4 separate regions of the Sus scrofa genome follow, and regions 2, 3 and 4 are each linked to region 1. A link is a contact called in public Hi-C, HiChIP or PLAC-seq and promoter capture Hi-C data. All regions are on one chromosome and are shown on one strand. The core of a region is the stretch at or near the end of the contact, and the rest is flanking DNA. Distances in the headings are between cores, read along the strand shown. Region 1 holds the start of PPM1L (protein phosphatase 1L). Region 2 holds the start of SMC4 (structural maintenance of chromosomes protein 4). Region 3 holds the start of NMD3 (60S ribosomal export protein NMD3). Region 4 holds the start of TRIM59 (tripartite motif-containing protein 59).

Evidence for each region. Promoter capture Hi-C pulls out the DNA fragments that hold promoters and counts their contacts. Hi-C and Micro-C count contacts between places; a contact is called where the count stands out from the background. HiChIP or PLAC-seq counts read pairs in DNA pulled down with a chosen protein or histone mark.
Region 2: a contact with region 1 is called in a Hi-C map of skeletal muscle, with 4 times the contacts expected there. The contact joins the promoter of SMC4 here to the promoter of PPM1L in region 1. A contact is called at or near these places in 1 of 5 promoter capture datasets (fetal liver) and 4 of 47 Hi-C or Micro-C datasets (heart right ventricle, liver and skeletal muscle).
Region 3: an H3K27ac HiChIP or PLAC-seq map of skeletal muscle shows a contact between it and region 1, with 6 times the contacts expected there. The contact joins the promoter of NMD3 here to the promoter of PPM1L in region 1. A contact is called at or near these places in 1 of 5 promoter capture datasets (fetal liver), 7 of 47 Hi-C or Micro-C datasets (heart right ventricle, liver, mesenteric adipose tissue and 3 more) and 2 of 2 datasets of contacts at active chromatin or transcription factors (alveolar macrophages and skeletal muscle).
Region 4: a promoter capture Hi-C map of liver shows a contact between it and region 1, with 1.9 times the contacts expected there. The contact joins the promoter of TRIM59 here to the promoter of PPM1L in region 1. A contact is called at or near these places in 1 of 5 promoter capture datasets (liver) and 1 of 47 Hi-C or Micro-C datasets (heart right ventricle).

The regions. Positions count from the first base shown.
Region 1 is chr13:100,441,114-100,444,147 of Sscrofa11.1, reverse strand. PPM1L (protein phosphatase 1L) reads right to left here and starts at 1,703. Exons shown (of 4, transcript XM_021069737.1): 1 at 540-1,703. The coding sequence starts at 938.
Region 2 is chr13:100,076,441-100,079,705 of Sscrofa11.1, reverse strand. It overlaps SMC4 (structural maintenance of chromosomes protein 4), which reads right to left and starts at 1,557. Exons shown (of 24, transcript XM_005669952.3): 1 at 1,348-1,557; 2 at 82-225. The coding sequence starts at 220. IFT80 (intraflagellar transport protein 80 homolog) reads left to right here and starts at 1,558. Exons shown (of 20, transcript XM_021069731.1): 1 at 1,558-1,963.
Region 3 is chr13:100,923,278-100,926,148 of Sscrofa11.1, reverse strand. It overlaps NMD3 (60S ribosomal export protein NMD3), which reads right to left and starts at 1,464. Exons shown (of 18, transcript XM_021069741.1): 1 at 1,308-1,464; 2 at 683-739. The coding sequence starts at 726.
Region 4 is chr13:100,131,670-100,134,610 of Sscrofa11.1, reverse strand. It overlaps TRIM59 (tripartite motif-containing protein 59), which reads left to right and starts at 1,494. Exons shown (of 3, transcript XM_005669954.3): 1 at 1,494-1,682; 2 at 2,650-2,726.

The DNA of each region.
Region 1 (3,034 bases), core at 454-2,953:
AAAAAGTTAATGGAATTGGGAAGACGCGCAGAGCTGCTCCTTGGATTCCTCCTCAGAGCCAAAGCGATGGGAAGGAGTCACGGCTTCCTTCATCCTCACTGAACCCTCGCTGACTCGGCTTTGCAGATTTTGCCTTTTCCCTGATGAGAAACGAAGATACTTTCTTCCTGCTTTGTGCCTAGCTCGGCCTCAGCGCCCACAACAGGGGCGCTGAGGCCCAGGGCCAAAGTTTACTGTAGAAACCATCAACTCTCCCAGCAAAACTAGCACAGTCATTTGCGGGGTTCCGGCCTTGGGAAACCTCATAAATTATGAGGCAAGAAATGGGTTATGAATGACCCTCAGTACAAAAAGTCTGGGTCAAGCAGTATTTTTGGCAACTTCGCCACATTCGGAACTAGTGGCTTTGTCCAGCCTGCCACCAGGTCATTACCACACCCCTCGCACTCAGGTCCTACCCCGCTGTGCACACAACTCTCCTGTTGTCTACACACGCACACACACACGCACACACATTCAAATCCTCAGAGAACTCCTACCTCGCCCCCGTGACCGTCGAAGATCCCGAAGATGGACGGGTGCGTCTTGTTGGCTAGGTCCGTAAGAACTTCGAAGCGGTCCTCCATGTGGTCTCTCCTGCCCTGGATGGAATATACAGCCACGTTATGGCTCTTGAACTCCCAGGTCTTGGAAAATTCGGCCTCCAGCACGTCGAGTCCCCCCAGTCGGTCATTCTGCATGATTTCTGCCACCTTGCCCTTCACCATCTTCACGGCGTCCCGGCTGGACTTGACGATGGTCTTCACCTCGTCCGTGTGGAAGAAGTAACTCCACAGCGCCAAGCTGATGCACAGCAGGAAGAGCGTCTCGGGTCTCAGCAAGAAGTAGCGCATGATGCGACCCAGTAGAGACAGCAAAGTCATTGTATCCTCTATCATTTATTATCGCTAGAGCCCCAACCACCAGCAGCGACGCACGCCCCGAAGGCTCGCTGGGTCCCGGAGCACTGCGGGGACAGCCTGAGGGGAGGGAGGCGGAGCAGTAGCAAAGTGGGGTGGGGGGAGCAGGAGGCAGATAAGCAGGCAGCTCGGAGCCGGCAAGGCGAACAAGGCAGTTTCCCTTTTGTCTCCCGGCCTCGGCTGCCCGGAGGCTCGTGCCCAGCGCACCCGCGCCTGTGCCCGCCGCCCGCGCCGCCTCCCTTTGTGAGGCGGCGGCGGCCAAGACGCCGGCGGTGGCAGCAGCAGTCGCGGGTGCCGAGGCTGGACGAGAAGGATCAAGTTAAAGTTGAGCCGAGCGGATCTGCCGCGGTGGGCGGGGGAGTTCTGGGGTGCTGGCGCCCGCGTGGCCCCTCCTCGGGTGCCCTCACCGCTCCGCGGAGCGATCGGCAGGTGAGGAAGTGCGGGACGCGAGAGCCTAGCAGGCGAGGGATGCACGTCCCCTCGGTCGCCGCTGCAGGGGAGCGCAGAGCGGGCCGATCGCTCCGAGTCCTTCACACACCCCGGGGAGCCCCAGAGAATAAAAGTTTTGCTAGAGCCTGGGCAGAAGTGGGGTTACGCGGAGCCCGGGGACGCAGCACGATCGGCGCGGAGCCGCAGGCGGCCGGCGGGGCTCTGCCTGCCTCTCCCCAGCACCTCCCAGCTTCTCTCCGCTCAGCTCGGCTCAGCTCGCGCGCACCCTCCTCGCGCTCCGGCTCGCGCTCGCCCCGCCCAGCGCGCGCTTGCCCCGCCCCGCCTCGCCCCGTCCCGCCCCTTGAGCCAGACTCAAGGCCCGGAGGTGCTCTAGTGGAGCTGTCAAAAGCAGAGGCAGCTCGGCAGCTGCTGGCGCGCTAGCAGCTGCGGACGGTCCAGGCAAAGGGAGAGGGGGGTGGCGGAAAGGGGCGCGTTTGAGGCCGAGCTCGAACGCATGGTCGTTTCTGCCTCCTGTGCGAACTCTCCGGACAATATAATATTGACCATGGCGGTCTGAACGGCGGTTTCGCTGGAGCAACTGCTACCGGCTGGAAAGCAGAGGGCCGCACGTGAGCGTCCCCCCCTCCGGCTGGCGGCACGGTAGTGCGGTCCCCGCCTCACCAGGCATAAGGCAAGCGAGAAGGGACGCACTTCTCCACGCTCGCAAAGGGAGGAGGAGAGGGTCGGTCCCTTGATTTTCTGTAACTGAGGCCTGCTTGGATCTGCTGAGAGGCGGAGAGCGAGCGTCTGGCCCAAAAGCTCTCTCTCGACGAGAAAACACCTCCCGAGAACAGCAGGATATGAGGACTCAGAGCCACGTGGAAGTGTGCTCTGATGATACCTCAGGAGCAACGCGGATGGACTGGCCTCTCCTCGACCTACCGCCGCCCCAGGAGCTAGGACTTAGCCACAAAGGCCATCTCTGGTCTCAACCCTTCCACGGAGACACACAGAGTGTCCTAGTGGAGCCCCGGAGGCCCTGCTGCTGGCGAGAGCTCTGACTCTGCTGTTCAGGTTTGCAGTTCCCTTTGAAGTTTCGAACTCGCGGCCTCCTACCACCTTCTCTGTCATCGCAGAAGGTGAAATGGCAGGAGACTTCCCAATAAGCAGAAGTGAATGGGCTTCCAGAAGGCATCAAAGATAACTTGTTGAAATATGGGCAGGTGTCTGTGGCCTTAGGATGTCGGGGAAAAAGAAGAATGCGCAAATCAGCTTAGAAAATGGACACCAGTGAGCTTTAAAGGAAAATATTCACACTTGCTACCCCTGTCCAGAAAGAGGAGTGCTGATCTGCAGCTTCCAGTCTGCTGGACTAGAGTGGAGGCTGACTGATTCCCAGCCCAGCCAGTGTCTCTCTCCCCAAGCACTCCTACTTTAGAGTGATCCCATTACGTTTAGAAAACAATAAAAATAAAAAGGAGTAGGGGTTCCCTGTTGGCCTAGCGGTTAAGGATTAGGCATGGTCACTGCTGTGGCTCGGGTGGGACCCCTGGCTCCAGAACTTATGCATGCTGCAGGCCCAGCCAAAAAATAAATAAAAAGAGATGAAACACTGGAAGGAAATACACCAAAATGTTCACAATGGT
Region 2 (3,265 bases), core at 308-2,807, 360 kb after region 1:
CGCCCCAAGACACCAGACAGTCCTGGGTTGGGCGCGGACACACCCGGATCCCCCATGCGCTTTCCCGCGGTTGCTACTCACCTGCGGTGGCAGGCGCCCGGCTCTCCGAGCAGCCGGGCGGCGACTCCGGCTGCGCATCGCTGCTGGTGCGGTCCGGGGACTGCGGCGGCCCTTCCTCTCTGCGCCGGGCAGTGGAGGGCTGGGTGCCCTTACGGGGCATGGTCGCTGGGGCCGAGAAAGAGCCGGCGGCAAGTCAGCCCGCGAGCCGCAGGACCTTGAGGGTCCATTCTCCGCTGGCCCGGCGGTGGGATGGGCCCAGCCTCCACCCCACCCAACCCGGGGAAAATTCCGTCCATCTATTTCCGAAAGCCCCGTTTAAAAACCCTGCTCAACGCCAGCGGGTCCTCGAGAAAGAAGGCACAAAACCCCTCGAGGTGCCAAGAAGGCGGGATCCGTTTTCCTAAGTCCAAAGCAAGTGGGAAAACTTAGACGTGCTTGGGGAATCAAGCTTAGTTCTTTTTATTTTCTAAAGTTCCCTTCCCATCCCCCCGACGAAGGTAAGGGTATAAGAATATTCTAACGTAATTTCTAAACGAAGTAAACTGGCGTTTACCGACATGCCCACGCTCCCGGGGCTAGGAATACAAGCGCACACACTTTGAGAGCGAAGAGTTCGTATTAACTTTAGGCTTGAGGGGCTCTCAACTTCCGAGAGCAGCGAAGAACCGGCTGCTCGCCGCCCACTATCCTCTCCTCGCCATTTAGCTCTAGGAGCCCTTGACCGCCCGCGGGCTTTGAGGTGTCCTCACGACTGCCCGATAGGGACCAGTGGATGGGGTCGACCCCCGCGATTTTCAAATCGGAGGCCGGCAGTGCCGGCTCCGGTTCAAATCACCTTGGGGCAGCAGGGGTTTGTACCTCCGGTGTCCGCGGCAGACTCCCGCTAGGCAATAAACCAGGAAAGGTCACCAGTAAGGGCTCAGATCGGGTAATCAGTCCCTTGGGAGAAGAGAGAGAGAGGCAGGGGGCCGGGGCAAGGGGAAACCCTACAGTCCGATCGGGACCAAGTTTTCTGAGAAGAAGTCCACGAAGCTTAAGCCCCGATCCCTCGCGTCCCCTGAGCGACGCCCAAGTAGCTCAAAGAAGTGGCGCCCAGAAGAAGCGCGCGGGAGCCCCGAATGCTGAGGAGAGGCTGAGGGGGGAGGGGTGACAGCGAGAGAAACCTCCCGGCGGCAGCCTCAGCCTAGACTTCGGCCGCTCCAGCTCAAGGCCTTTTCTTCCCAGGTGCCGGCAGACGGGGCAGGAAGTAAGAGTGTGACAACTCTACCAGGAAAAGAGGTACTTTACCTGCGGGACAGTCCACTCAGACCAAGGCTGGAAACGGTTGTATAACCCCCCCGCGTCTACTGGTGTTTCGGCTCCGGGTCCTTCACTCGAAAATGGCGCCTAAAATACAAACTCGAACGGAAATTCGTTACAAATGCGCGCAATGCTTTCTGGGACCCACTAATTTGAAAAAACTGCGGCGATTATGGTCGCCATCTTCATGTCGTTTACACGCATGCGCGAAATGCTGGCGGGACCCTGGCGGCAGAGGACATTTCTAAGTGAAAAAGAAAAGCGAAGCAATGTTTTCCTTGGGCCTATGGACAACAACATTCATATAAAATATATTTTTAAAAAGTTTTGGGAGTTTTGAATAAGAGGAAGAAAACAGAATGGGACCCCGCCCACAGCTAAACAACGGGCACAGAAGCCCAATAACGCTCCTTAACAAGAGGGCGGGCTCGCTAGGGGCGGGGTCTCGGGCCCGCTCGGGTGACGCGGCGGGAAGTATCGCGGGAAGAGGGAGTTCGCTCTGCTCTCAGAAGTCGCTATGGTGACGAAGAGATCCGAGGCTTCTTGGTAACTGGTAGCACCCCTGTGAGAGCGATCGCCACTGCTTTCCTGGAACTTACTTAAGGTAAATCTCTATCTCTGGACGAAGTGAGGAAAGAGTTTAGAGGTTGTGGCCATTACTGGACCCACTTTTCCTGCTTTTAGGGTGTTTGCAGCTTGGAGCATCAGTTATTTTCCATCTCCCTGGAGCACTGGGGCTCTGGACGTAGCTCTTGGGATGCAGAGGAAGCCCTAAGTCTTTGGAGAGAGTAGGGGGACAACAAGGAGAAGACCTCGATTGGTGAATGATCTTGTAGTAAATAGCAAAATAAGGATTTCGAGTTATTAGTATTAGGTCGTTAGCGTCACTAGCGAAAGAGGGTTTCTGGCTTTTAAAATTATTTGGCTGAAAGACTCCGTAATAGAAGAAACGATTTGCTCGTATCATATGTTTATGAAAAAATTATCGATCAGCAAATATTAAGTAGCTTTGTACACGTTGCACTGTGTCAGGCATAAGAAAGATTATCAAGGTAGTATTTCTGTTCCCAGAGAATTTAGTTTTGTTAGTGAGTTTTTAACCTGGAGTTTATGGATCTGGTGGTAGGCGATTGTTCATACCACCTCTCCTCCACTCTCCATCTCCAACCCCTTGCCCCTTTAGCTGTGTACAGAATTATGTCTGCTTGTGAATTTTTCTGAGGAGTTTCCCAGAACTTTTATCAAATTCTCAAACACGATCCTAATCCCCCAAATGTTAACCACTGGTTGATTTGACTACCTCCAATAAGCATTTGTTCAGCAGCTCTAAAGTACTTGACATGGAGAACTGGGAACTCTTTTATTCCCCCTTTTAGCTTTTTAATACTTGGTGCCTGACATACTAAACCCCCAATAAATCCTCTTTATGCATGAATTTAAATTGTCATTCTAAGTAAGTATGTATGACCCTTGCCCTGAGGAGCATATTCAGGTTCAGTGATTCCCAAGAAGACATGTAGAGGCCACTGCCCACAAGTGTAAGAATTTGTTGAAGAGGGGAGACTGGTGTGGTTTGAGTAAGTATTGACTCCTTATTGTAATATACCTTTATATTTGAAGTTGAAAAAAATTGTTTTCGAAGGACAAACTACAGACAGTAAACTCAATGAAAAAAAATTTTGACCCGTAGGTGTGCGAGGAAAATGTAGTAATTCTCTTTGAAAGCATCTGGAATCTTTTGGATTTTTGAAGTCTGTAAAACATAACTAACCCTGAGTTGGAGAGATATTAACCAAGAGAAATGCAAAGACTAGACCAAATTGGGTAGTGTATTTGGGAGACAGCACAGTGGAGTAGAAAGATGTAAGAGATAACAGAATCCCAAATCTCATGTTTTTTTGTCTAC
Region 3 (2,871 bases), core at 215-2,714, 480 kb before region 1:
TTATCCAAAAGAAGTATTCTAATACCCTCTGAGGTTCACAACTGTCGCCACTGGGCACATGTGGCGGCTGAGGACTTGAAATGTGGATAGTAGACAGAAGAACTGTGATTAATTTTTTTTTTTGTCTTTTTTGTTGCTATTTCTTGGGCCGCTCCCGCTGCATATAGAGGTTCCCAGGCTAGGGGTCGAATCGGAGCCATAGCCACCGGCCTACGCCAGAGCCACAGCAACGTGGGATCCGAGCCGTGTCTGCAACCTACACCACAGCTCACGGCAACACCGGATCATTAACCCACTGAGCAAGGGCAGGGACCGAACCCGCAACCTCATGGTTCCTAGTCGGATTCGTTAACCACTGCGCCACGACGGGAACTCCAGAACTGTGTTTAATTTTACTACATTTTAATTACTTAAAATTTAAAAAGCTACGTATAGTCTATGGCTGATGCCAATCTAGCAGAATGTATAGTGACTATTTTAACACTCTTAAAAGCAGTATTTACCACCACAAACTTTCCAGTGAAAACTGAATTCGACTTTCTCAAGAAATAGTTTTTCATTTTTCCCACTTAAGACAGAAAAATCCCCTCACTCAAAAGAAAGGCGTTGCCCACACTCAGTTTCAGACTCACTTTAACATTTTGAAATTTAAGGAGAGTGGGGGAAAAGGCATGCGACTCACATGTGTCCAGGTGTACGGTTGATGGATTCTGTCATATACTCCATTTTTCTGTATACCCTGATTTTAAAAAGAGAAAATAGTTAAGATTTAGACATTCGTCTACTCATCCGTTTATACAAATCTTCTGCCTCTGAATAAGGCAGCCAAGCCTCGCAAAGCAACAAATGAGAAAAAACACATTCTACCTAGTACCTTTGAAAGAAAGTGATTTCTCTAACAGAACCAAGCGAATTTCGGAGGTTTCTACAAACCCTCGAGCCACTGAACCCGGCGCTGACCTCAAGCGTCACCTGGCGCCAACCCGGGCGAACCCACGGAGAGGCAAGAGGGGGCTGGCTGGGTCCGGCCGCCCTGACAGTCCCCCAACTCCACGGCCCCAGGCCGGCACCGGGAGTGCCTAGAACCCATACTGCAGGAGTCTGCGGGCGGTATCACCGCGCCTGCGGGCCAACCCCCATCTCCACCCGACCCCGACCCTGAGAGTGACACCTCACGCGGGCTCCAGGCTGCCGGCCCACACGCTTTGAGCACGCGGCCCGAGGTCGGCCCACAACTCAGGGAATTGTCCCCTTCCTTCTTAGGGACCCGCGCGACTGCAGCCCAGGTCTCGGCCCCCAGAACCTACTTAATGCCTCTGGGCCAGATCCAGAGGTGCCCCAAAACGAACGCACACTTAACGCCCAGTCAGAGGCCACCACAGCTGACTCCGGGATGGTGACGATCTCGCGAGAAGAGCTCGAGATCCCGCGGGCCGAGAGCAGCGAGTCACAGCAGCGGGTGGGGGCGGAGAAAGGTGCGGGCGTGGCGAGCGGTGGGGAGAATAAGGGGAGGAGTCGGGAGGGGGAAGGGGAGAAGAAGGGGGAGTGGCGGGGGGAGGGGAGGAGGTGGGGCTCTCTTGTCCTAAGGCGCCTGAGACTTAAAGAAACATTACAGCTCTTCTGTTTGGTTATCATCCTTCCCGATCTTCCCTGGCCAGAGCTCACTCAAGCCAGTATATAAGTCACTTTTCAGATATCCCTATTCGGAGCTTGCTTCTTGATTAAATGATTATATAAAAGTTGTAGATAAATGGTACTACATTATACAGAGAAATTAAACTCCATCGAGGGCAGTGCCTTTGTCTATTTTGTTTGCTGTTATATTCCTAATGCCACATCCTAACTGCTCCAACGAATATTTGTTGAATAGATGAAAGAAGGATATGTAAGAAATAATTATTTGTGAAGTCTTTGTTATTTTTAGACCAATCTAATTATTAGAATGTGCTTCCGGAAAGTGCACTAAATATTTCCTTATGACTATATATACCTTGACCCTAGAGCAGATCAGAAAGAGTCTAATCACTCTTTCTCATGACAATATTTCAAATATTTGAAGAAGGCAATCATTTTTCTGTCTTCTAATCCCAAATTTCAAGGAATAATTATGGTCATCTTATAGAACATGATCAAAGAAGGCCTCCCAGGAGTTTCTGTTGTGGCTCGGTGGTAATGAACGGACTAGTACCCAGGAACATGTGGGTTGGATCCCTGGCCCCACCCAGTTGGTTAAGGATCTGGCATTGCTGTGGGGTAGGCCAGCAGCAACGGCTCAGATTGGACCCCTAGCCTGAGAACTTCCATATGCCACAGGTATGGTCCTAAAATGACAAAAAACAAAAAATAAAAACAAAGAAGACCCCCAAGTTACTGCCTAGGGTACTTAAGTAATCTCCCCCTCCTTATTTCCAGATTCCAATCCATCCTTCCAAATGCAAATTTGGCTTTGTTACACTCCACTTTTTTTAATTCTTGAGTGGTCATGATCTGGAGCATTTCCAATTTCTCTGCATAGAGAAAAGACCCTTCAGGATCTGACCATGACATAACCTGTCACGTTCCTAAGCACTCAGACATACAAACCAACTGGCAGGTCCTGAAGGAAGTAATCTTCCTTTGCTTATATCTGAAACACTCGACCTTAAAGATGAAGCTCAAACACCTCGTATTAGTTTTCCATTGTTTCTGTAATGAAATATAACAAATTCTGTAGCTTAAAAAAACACACAGACTTATTATCTTACAGTTCTGGAAGCTGTAAGTCTGGAAGTTGTAAGTCTGAAATAGAGGTTCCTCCTTCAGGTATGGTCTTATAAAATGTTTACAGGAGGTGTATGCCCCTGTAAGAGTGCTAACAGCACTGTTCCACAA
Region 4 (2,941 bases), core at 245-2,744, 310 kb after region 1:
GTTACATTTTTTTTTTTTTTTTCCTTTTTAGGGCTGCACCCGCTGCCCATGGAAGTCCCAGGCTAGGGGTCCAATGGGAGCTGTAGCCGCGGGCCCACACCACAGCCACAGCAACGCCAGATCCGAGCCACGTGTGTGACCTACACCACGGCTCACAGCAACGCGGGATCCTTAACCCACTGAACGAGGCCAGGGATGGAACCTGCAATCTCATGGTTCCTAGTTAGATTCATTAACCACTGAGCCACTACGGGAACGCCCACTCTTACATTTTTTAAAAGAGAAAATAATATAAAAGTATGCTGCATTTATTGCTATGGAAAGATATTAACGTATTGCTTTGACAAAAAGGAAAACTCCTTATCAGGATGACACCAATGTTTAAATAAAAAATTTGTGTGCACAATAAAGCCTACATGTATATATTCCACCACATTACAGTGGAATCCACACATCATAAGCAATCTTTTCAGTAGCTGAATTGGTAAACATATAGGAGGTTGACTCAAGACTCACTGCTATTACCTTAGTGTGATTTATTCTGTTTACTATTTTTCTGTAATTTACTGCATAAGAGCATAAGATCTGAAAGTACTGGCAATACACAGTATATGGAGGCTAACAGTTCTATTTTGCACACGTGATCGACTTCTATCTGCTGTTAAGAGAGGCAAGCTGTGATGAGTTTGTCTTGAGCCACATACAGCTGGATACGATTTCTCAAGAAAAAGGGTAAAGGACTTACTGAACTGTGCGTTTTCTGAGTCTGGGACTAAGAAAGTGAAATAGGAACTTGGTGGAGAAATTGAATTGGAAGTCAGGAATTCTGCGCAACAGCCATCTCCAGGCAATAATTTCACAGCGTGGAAAGAGGGCGCGGGGCTGGGGAGCGGGAGGAAGAGTAAGGAGAGATGCAGGGAGATCCTGAATCCTAAGGTCCCACTAGCTCTCCCAGAGTCGGCTCTCTTTAACTACACGAGAATTCTCAATAATCAGAAGCCCCCTCCTCCTTTGCTAGAACCAACTACTTTGGTGGGTTTATGTGTCCAGAGTCCCTAAACAAAAGGAAACCAGGGTTCAGGAGAAGACAGAGCTTGCCCAGTGGGGTGCGTCTGCCCTCAGGGCTCAGGGAACCTGTGAGGTCAGATGAAAGACGCTGCCCTTTAAAGTCTACATTTACGACGTGCCGGCTTAAATCCAGGTTAAATAAGGTGTGGTATGAAGCTTTTTTATAAAAAACATCGGCCTCCGCTAGACCCCGCCTCTCCTGCAACACCGCCCAGTTGCCCTCCAAGGCAGGAGTCAACGCCGCCAGAAGGGCTCCCTGCTGCGCGCCTGCCTAGCTCCCGGGTGGCAACCCATGCATAGTGCGCAGGCGCAGAAACCACGCCCGTCCTCGCGCCCAGCCCACGCGATCACGCCCCCGCCCCGCCCGGCCCCAGCTGTCGGCAGTTTACTTTCGAACCACGGCCCCGCGCTCTTTCCCATTGGCTGGTGCCACGCAGTTGAAGGTTGCCGGGACACTGCGCCTGCGTTGTAAGGCTCGTGAGCCCCGCCCCGTCTGGGCACCTGAAGGCCCTCAGGGCGGAGGAGGGCGGGTACGCTGCGCAGGTCTTAGCTTCACACTGCAGGTTGTGGAGCTGTTTCAGCCGGTGGAGGTACCTGGTTCGCTCGTCTCCACGGTGAGTCTAAGAGCTTCTCTTCTTTTGGAGATGGCGGCTCTGGGTCCCTCTCTTCCCCTGTAGCGCAGGCTGGTGTCCTGCGGGGTTTGGAGGAGAGTCGAGGGGCTTAATGATGGAGAGGGCTGGCTTGGGTGCCGCATCGCTTCTCGTTCGTCCCAGGTGCAGCGTTTGAAGAACCTCTTTGCCCCCTTCCGGTGTGGAACTGCGTTTTCGTGAGGAAGGACCCTTCTGTGGCGTGAGGGTGGGAGGAGCGGGGCTCCGCCGAGCTGGGAGACCTCGCGGGGATTCGGAGCCGAGGGAGCCGGGGCGTTGGGAGAGAGACCCCGCGGCGGGAGGGGGGGAGTTGCCCTTAGCTTTGGGGTAGGGGATGGGAAGGGTAGCGCTGTTTTAGGCCTCTTCTTTTCGAGAGGTTCTCATTGGATTTAACAGGAGTAGGTGTAATTATGCCCATTTTACAGATGTGAGACCTCAGTTTTGAGAGGCATTAAGTAAAACTGACCCAGGATCTCTCAACATTTAAATGGCTGAACCAAGAGATGAACAGACGTATTGATGGGAATAACCTAAATCAAGATTTATAATTTTAAGCTGGCAAAAATCTTCACTTAAATGGATGCTTCTTGTCTTCCGACTAGCTTTCAGCAGTCTGAAATGACCGTGAATATTTGCTCCCTCATCACCATTGTTGGCGAATATTTTCAAGAGCTCCGAAGTTAGTTGACGCTCTAATAAGAGGTCCTTTGTGACAACTTACTTGGTCACAGGATTATTGGGATTTTCCAGGTGCAGTTGGTGCCGCTCCTGCTGCTCCACAGCTTTTGATGTTTGTCACTACTTTTCTGAAAACACAGGCTTAGAGAGCATAAACATCAAAGGCAGTGAAATAACAGCCATTCCCTATGATATCGTATTTAATGTATTTTTTTGAGAATGTAAATCCAGAACATTAAAGTTATTTTTATTTTAGAATAAGAATAAAACCATCTGAAAAAGTTGGAGAAGATAGAGTATATTCAGTCTTCAAACCAGAAGGTCAACAAAGTGGTAAGTTCTGGGAAATTAAGTGAATATCAAAGAAATTTTCAGTAAATTTTTACTGAGTGTATGACAAACTGTAAGGTGAAAAATTTAAATCTTTTGAAAAAAGATATGTTGGTGGGTGTATAAAATGCAAACATATAGATGGAGCATAAAGTGAAAAGTAAACAACTCCCTAATCTGATCTATAGCTTAAAGTTAGTCGTTAGTCACTATTAACT